Linked DNA regions of Urocitellus parryii: region 1 is linked to region 2. The links are chromatin contacts, called in public Hi-C maps. All regions are on one chromosome and are shown on one strand. The core of a region is the stretch at or near the end of the contact, and the rest is flanking DNA. Distances in the headings are between cores, read along the strand shown. Region 1 holds the start of Larp4b (La ribonucleoprotein 4B). Region 2 holds the start of Wdr37 (WD repeat domain 37).

Evidence for each region. Hi-C and Micro-C count contacts between places; a contact is called where the count stands out from the background.
Region 1: a contact with region 2 is called in a Hi-C map of liver, with 4 times the contacts expected there. The contact joins the promoter of Larp4b here to the promoter of Wdr37 in region 2. A contact is called at or near these places in 2 of 2 Hi-C or Micro-C datasets (liver and muscle).

Annotation. Positions count from the first base shown.
Region 1 is chr9:79,299,793-79,303,392 of mUroPar1.hap1, reverse strand. It overlaps Larp4b (La ribonucleoprotein 4B), which reads right to left and starts at 1,485. Exons shown (of 18, transcript XM_026413245.2): 1 at 1,217-1,485.
Region 2 is chr9:79,100,505-79,104,660 of mUroPar1.hap1, reverse strand. Wdr37 (WD repeat domain 37) reads left to right here and starts at 2,206. Exons shown (of 15, transcript XM_026412564.2): 1 at 2,206-2,313; 2 at 2,403-2,466.

The sequences.
Region 1 (3,600 bases), core at 236-2,735, 200 kb before region 2:
CTCAGCACAAATTCAGTATTTAACACAACCGAAAATAACAGCTAAATATCCTGCCCCCACAAAAAAAAATTCAAATGAGAAAATGACTTTATTATTTACTTATACATTCACTTCAAGTTGCTATTATCTCTATCAAACCCCTTGCACTTTATGTTTATACTTACAAACTAACTATACTACACAGTCAAGGGAAGTCCGTTTATTCAGTTACAGAAAACCTCAAACTTTGAATTTATGATGAAGTCCAGATATTTTGCTGCCAGTGAAAGGGTCTCAAATGAAAGACAGGCAGAGATAATTTTCGCAGGTTCCATCTCAGCTAAAATTCAAAACCGTATTACATGAAAACGAGGGAGAAGGCCAGATTACATTCACTAATAAAAGTTACAATAAGCAATGACCTGAAGTCGAAATTGCTCTCGACGTTCCAACCGTACACCACCGAGAAGGAGGTGGCTAAGAAGTTCCTGACCAGTTCCTGTGCAGACTGTAGGTCCCAGTCCTGTGACGAACGCTGGGAATCTACCCGTTTGACTTTCATTTTTTAATTCCTTCAGGATGTACCCCTGCTCGGATCTATCAAGTGGGAAAAGTAGCATTCCAAACACTCGAGCGACAAGATCCCAACTTCCTGGTTCTAAAGGAATGCGATTCCCTAATGACCCATCCCTGACGGAGAAGCAGCGAGGCCGCCTGGGCCGAGCTCCGGCGGGACGGAGGGGGCGAGGCCCCGCGCCGCACTGCGGGTCCCGGCGCCGGCCCGGCCCGGGGGGCGCTCGCGGCCCACGACCCCAGCCCATTCTCCTCGGGCTGCACGGGCGAACCCGCCGGGCCTAAGGCATACGGCCTCGGGGGCGCCCCTGGACCCGCCCCGCCGCGCCACAACCCTGCCGGCCAGGCCGTGCTGGTCCCGTTCGGCCCCGGCCCGCAAGTCCTCCCCGCCCCACCTGACCCCAGCACCGGCCCCACTGGTCACCCCCGGCCCCAGTGTTGCCCGACCCTCCAAACCCAGGCCCCAGCCGCAGTCGTCCCCGACCAGAGCCTGGCCCCGGCCCTGCCCAGGTCCTCCCCGACCTGGCCCGGCCCTGCCCTGCCCGCCGCGGGCCGCGTCCCTCCGGGAAGATGGCGGCCCGGTGACAGACGGGCGCGGGCGCGGGTCCGAGCACCGGCCGAAGAGGGAGGCAGCCCAGCCGATGGCCAAGGAAGGCCGGCTCACCTGTCAGCGCCGCCCGCCCCGCCCGACCGGCCGCCCGCGGGCTCCTCGCCGCAGCCCCGGTGCCCGGCGACCGCGCAACACGCGGGGACGGCCGAGGAGGGAGACGGCAGGAAGAGGCGGCGCGGCCGGGCCGGGCCGAAGGCAGGAAAGAAGTGCGGGCGCTGGCTGGCTGCGGCGGGGATGGATTCTTCCCCTTTCGGGCCCGAAAATGTCTCAACCTCGAGACTCCGGATCCCCAACGCTCCTTCCCGTTCGCATGAGAACACACAGCTCCCACTTCCGGGGACCTGCGGAAGTCCCGCCCCCGCGCGTCCCCGCGCCCTGCTCCGGCGCACTCACCCGCCGGGCCAGCCGACTGGCGATCGGTGCCCGGGAGAGTCTCACGTCATGGCAGCGCAACGCAGTGATTGGATGCGCGCGGCACCCGGGCCGCCCTTCCGCCTCCCTTGGCCTCTCCGCGCGCACCCCTCTCGCGGCATCTGTGATTGGCGCATGCGCGCACGCCGTCCGCCCGCCCCGCGGCGCGCACACCTCCCTTCCCTACCGCGCCCCGCCCCGCGCCCGCGGCACTCTCGGCGCACGCACGCTGCCCGATCCGCCCCACGCCGCCGCACGCCTCTCGCCACGCCCCGCGGCCCCGCCTGCAGGCCGTGGGCTGGGAGGTTGTTTCTGTTCAGGTCTTGGGAGCGACCTGACCCTGGTGCTGCGGTCGCTGCGTGTACCTCTCATAGGCAGCAGGGAACACTCAGGTCGAGGACGCTTGCCTCTGTTCCCTGCCCCGATACCTCGACCCCTGCCCTTGCCCCGGTGCCACCCACCGACAGTGGGACGCCTGCGCCCCCCACCACCACTGCGACTGGTTCCTGTGTCGCTTCCCCAGGGCCTGGACTCCATTCTTGTCTGCGTGCCTCAGGACGGAAACCCCTTCCCAACCCTGCCCATCGGGACCGCGACCCCTATCCTGGACCCTCGCGCCATTGGCGATGGCGACCTTGGCCCAGAGTCCCCTCCCCGCCCCCCCCCCGCCCCCAGCGAGGCCCTGGGTCTGGAAGACTGGCTTTTGCAAGTGAGGAATGTGGACGAAGGGTTGGATCAGAGAAACTAAAGGTGTTTTCAGTAGCTCCTGAGCGGGGTCCACGAAAACTCCGTGCGATTTCAACGAGAATGGAAAGACTCTTCCAAAACAAGAATGTCTTACCCTCCCTTGATCAATTTTAGGGGGGAAACCACAAAGCATTTCCTTTAAGCTTATTGCCTGGTTTTCTGTATCCTTGCTCTTGATGATATATATCATACATGAATTATTTCAAATTTTGTGGTCCCCCTCCCCCGTCCCCATTAAAAAGGCGTTGGGCTAAGGGAATGTGACTTAGTACTAGAGTGCTTGCCTAGCCATGGGTTCTCCCCTCAAGCACAGGGGGGGAGACTATTCTGGATTTGAGCTTTGGGTTCTGCCCCTAGCATGGTGGAGGGTTTGGGTATGTCTATTCGTGGTCTTTGTTTACCTGTGCTGCTTGTTCCTTCCTATCCATGATGTTCAAATTCTGACAGTTCTACATTTTGGAAGAAAGCCTCCTGGACTCCTCCCCCCTTATATTGGGTAGATGTGTAGTGCCATCCTTATCAATGTCTTCTCCTTTGTAATACCTGTCACATCCGAAAAAAATCGCAGATTAAATATTCATAGCTATATTTTTACAGATAATAATCACCTAAGATTGAGTTTTCCTCTAATATTGAAAGCATATATGATAATTCAGGAGAAAAAAATGAATTAAAACATTTCTCCCTCTCCCTAGTATGTTTGCCTTCTGTTACTATCCATCATTCATAGTGCCAACAAGCATTTCCTTAAAAATTTTTGTCACCACCTTTTCATTAAAGGCCTTCACTGGTTCCTTGTTTTTCGTTTGTTTGTTTGTTTTGGTTTTTTTTGTTTTGTTTTGTTTTGTTTTCCCTACAGGTAAAACCAACTCTCTTTCATGGAAAGAAGGCCCTTCACAAAACAAGTCCTAGCCTGTCTTCCTTCCACCCAGTCACTTACCTTTCCTTCTCTGTGGGGTTAGACATGGTAACTTTCCGATCACCTTCATGTATCAAACATGTTTTAAGACATTGGGTGAGTTGCTAGGGCTACTCTGGAATGTAGCACAAGCTTTGCACTGTAGACTGTACAGTTTACTGAAAGGCAAATCAACAGATTTGTGATAAGTCCTATAAAAACAAAACACAGGGATGGTGATGTGGCTCAGTAGTAGAGTGCTTGCCTCACATGCTCCAGAGCCCTGGGTTCAATCCCCAGCACTGCATTTGAGAGGAAAGAATTTCTTTTTTAAATGTATGATGCTTTCATGAGCCCCTAGGTTCTAAAGAATGCAATTTCC
Region 2 (4,156 bases), core at 957-3,456:
TCTGGATTTTATATTTGTCTTTTAGACAGACTTATTTTCTCTTTGATTTTATGATTTATAATATAGAGTGGTCTGACAAAATATTATGGACCTAGTAGTAGGATATATATCTGTATTCCAACACTCCACTTTGAAGATTCTGTTCTGCAAAATGTTGCCATCAGATTGGGCACAATAATAGCTTCATCCTTATATCTTTGTGTGTAATCTTAATACAGAAAAATGCAGGATTCTTAATGCAAAACGGAGAAAGTTTACTATGTATACATAGCCTTGTTTATGCAATTTAGATTCATACAGCTATTTTCATATAGTTAGTAGTAATAAAAATTGAAGAGACTCAGGAGAAGGTTTCCCCTCAACCACTTATTCTGCTGCTTTGGGATAGTTACTAAATATCTTAAAGCACTCTTCTATAAGAGAGGCTTAACAATACCTCATTCATTAACTGTGCATTGCTATATAATGTAAATGGGTTGCAAGTTATGTGGTATTGATAAACAAAAGGATAGTAACTGTGTGCTTAGAGACCAGTATAAAGTTATTTAAAGTATCTTCTTTTTCATTTGTATGTACCTTTTGCCAACAGAGATATGGTTTTCTAACACCATCTGGAACAGGTTTACAATATACGTTTGATTATTAATTAGGTAGAGTTTTCCAATAATTTTCCCATGATTACTACTTCATTTTGAAAATATCTAAGTGTCATGATAATGAGAACAATGCTGATTTGTTTCTTTATACAAAAATCATGCATATTCCTTTTATTAGATACAAACCAAACATACTTGTTGAGATTAGAATAGTTTTCCCTTTTGTCTGTCACATGGACAAGACACAAACGAAGGCTCTACTCGAAAACTAGAATGAGGAAAGATGGCAAGTACTTGGTGGGTGAAACTTAACACAGAGGATGTGATAATATTTTTTCAACGTGAGACTGGCAGCATTTACCCATCAGTTCTTCTTCCAGTATCATAGATGAGGTCCAGGTGACCTAGGTCAGCAAGTCAGTACTGACTGATGTCCTCATCAGTCATCCAAATGAAGAAACAGACATATACAGGGAGAATGCCATGTGAAGACTGAATTTTTACTGCCACAGAGAAGGAACACCAAGGATTGATGGTAAACTCCAGAAACAGGCATGGATAGATTTCACTCTCATATTTCTCAGAATGAAACAACCTTGCCAACAACTTGGAGGTCTAACCTCTAGAACTCTAAAGAGAGAAAATTTCTGTTCAAGCCACCCATTCTGTGATTTTGTTACTGCAGCCCTATCAAAGTATACACAGTGGGGATAATGTGGACCTTGGCATCTGGATCTTAATCCTTGTGCTGCATTCTGTCTTTTTCACTTTTGAAGTCATTTCAATGTTCTCATATTTAGGTAAAATTCAGTTTAGAATAGAAGTTTCCACTTTTGTGTTCTTGGGGATTAAAGAAGTTACAAATTATTTGAATTGACTGGCCCTCAAAACTTGATTCCTTTCTTTTGGTTTTGTGATACCGCATAATGTACTCAATTGTGGCTTTTGTGGAATCCTAAATATATCAAAGAAAAACATTACTATCATTAACAGTATCTTAAGTGCCATACAAACTGTGGATGTTATGTTGCAAAACAAAACCACCTAGTAGAATGTGAGTTAGTTGAATATGATAATGTGGGCTATTATGCCTAGCAGAATATCTTGTATAATATTTGTTGCTAAATAATATTTGTGACAACCTCCAAGTTTGGAAATGATTTCCCTAAAAATCCATATATCTTAGTTCATCTTGTAGAACTGTTTCCAGTGATAAGCTTTTATATTTACTGCAGAAGTAACTTCACGTTTTACTTTACATATATATCTTTGGTTATTTGAATCCTCAAGCACATTAAATTTGCTTCTTCTCCAAAAACATATCACTGTTTTTTGAATCTGAATCTCGAGTATTATTTTAAAATAATACTTTAAGTAATGCTTTCGTACTTTTGATTTAGTCCAGGTGAGCTTTAAAGACTCAGGTAGAGTTGTTTGCAGAGAAGGCTGTTTATGTAATGGTTCCAGTCTATTACGTAGTTTTCCAACCTAGATTAAGGCTTAAGTCCCACCTTTTGCAGTGAACAGCTGATTCTGTTTTCTCTTTTTTAGCCAATGGTGATCAAATATTTCAGAAGGAAACTGGGTGAGTCATCTTCTGCAGATAAGCTGAAATATTAATAGTTCTATCTCCATCAGGCTCCCCTGCAGGCAAATAACAAGACTACCACAGAGCGCTGCCAGTTAAGCGGTTAGCAGCAAATTAGCGTATAAAACGGTGTGGATTTGAAAGATTTCGAAATTGATTGTTATAAACAGTATACTTGACCTTGCATTTTAAGGGACTATTTTCCTTCTCGTCTCTAGTTCTTAGAGGACAGATGGATTTGAAACCTGCCTGACCGTGGATCCCCCCGGAACCCCTGCTGCGGTGAGTAGCTCGGGTGATTTCTCCCCGACTGGAGGCGCCCGGGGTCCTAGGAGGCGGTGCCCGAGCGCCTGGGTGGCCGTGGGACTGTAGGGCTGGGCTCGCTCGGGGCACAAGTCCCGGCGTGTCCGCGAGGCTCGAGCCCTCCGGCGTCCGAGCCCGCCCGTGTCACCAGGGGCGCCATGCCGCCCCCATCCCTAGGTCACTCGTTCGGCCCCTGCTCGCGCCCCGCTAGGGTTAGCTAGGGTGGCGGGGCGACTGCACCGTAGCGAAGCGCACAGACCTGCGGGGAACCAGGCCTGCGGGGCGGAAGCCAGGACAAGACTTCCGGCGGCGCCACGCTTGGGCGGAGCTTCCGGTGGCTCTGGATGTGGGGCGGTGGTCAAGAGGAACTTCCGGCGGTGCCGGAAGTGCGGGCACGGAAAGTTGGGGTCGCCGGGTCGCGTCAGTGCCGAGTCGGCCGGTGTCCTGCAGGTCTGCGGGTCAGTACTGCGGGCCGTGTCGTGGGGACTTACGGGCTGAGTGCTACCCGGGCTGGCTCCGGGCGGTGGGGAGCACAGCTGCTGTGACAGGTAAGTGCCGCCATCTTCCCAGCTGTCGGGCTCCTTGTCCTTCCCGTGGTACCTGGAGGAGGAGTGGGTCTGGGGGAGGGGTCGAGGTGGACGGGAGGATGCTGCAGAAGAGGATCGCGGTTCGGCAGGGGTAGGGCGGGCATGGGACGGTGTCAGGGTCGCATGGGCCGGTTTTCGAGGTGGACGAGGGTTCGCGGCGTCCTTTTCCCTCTCGTGTCCCAGAGCGGCACCTTCATGGGCTGCCAGTGTCGCGCGGGAAGCCACTTGGAGGCTGTTCGAAGACAGTGGTCTACGATTGCAAAGAGGGGGCCTTGGCAGGGCCCCTTGGAAGGAGCGGAGAGGGGCTGGAGTGCGCGGTGCGCGGATGCCAGGGTGGTTGCCCCGCGCAGTGCTTTTGGTTTCTCTTCTCAAGGCTTCTCCTCTCCTCCGTGTCCTCTGCCACCGCTCAGGCAGCTGTTCTCCGAATAAAACAGCAGCACCTGTAATATACCTGCCTTCCAAAGTTGCATGAATAAGCCCTTCACCTTGTGAGCTGAAACATCCGAATGTTAAGGGAGGATTTGAAAAATCAGTCGGACTTACACATTTTTTGTTCAGACATCTCACCCTCTGTGAAGTTGGTCCCTTGCCGTATGATGCCCACACCTGCCCCCCTTGCCTCCTGACCGCAAATTCCTGGTTTGGCAGTACCAATGAATAAGATGTGTCTCTTCCTCACTTCTAAGAATGTGATTTTTTTTCTTTATGCAACTTTGTAACTTTTTGTAACCCAGTAATTTTTCACTTTTTTATGAAGTGTGTTTTGTGATTATGATTGCTTATGATTCCTTTTCCTGCTTCCTTTTTATTTGTGGTTTTAAGCTTTGTAAGCCTGTCTTTATTCTCAGTCGGGGTTGAGATATGACCAGAGATTTGGATTCCTGCATCTCAACTGATGGCAGTAAAGCTTCATGACCTGCTTCAAGACTGACCCGGTGACTTTTTACTTATAGGCCACATCATTTGGAGGCCCTAGAGAGATCTCAGGCTCACAGGGATCCTGAAGCCTTGAACGGAGAGGCGGGTACTCTCCTTCTCTAGTTGTGGGAGCTCTCTGCCTTGTAAGATTCTGGGTCCCCTGT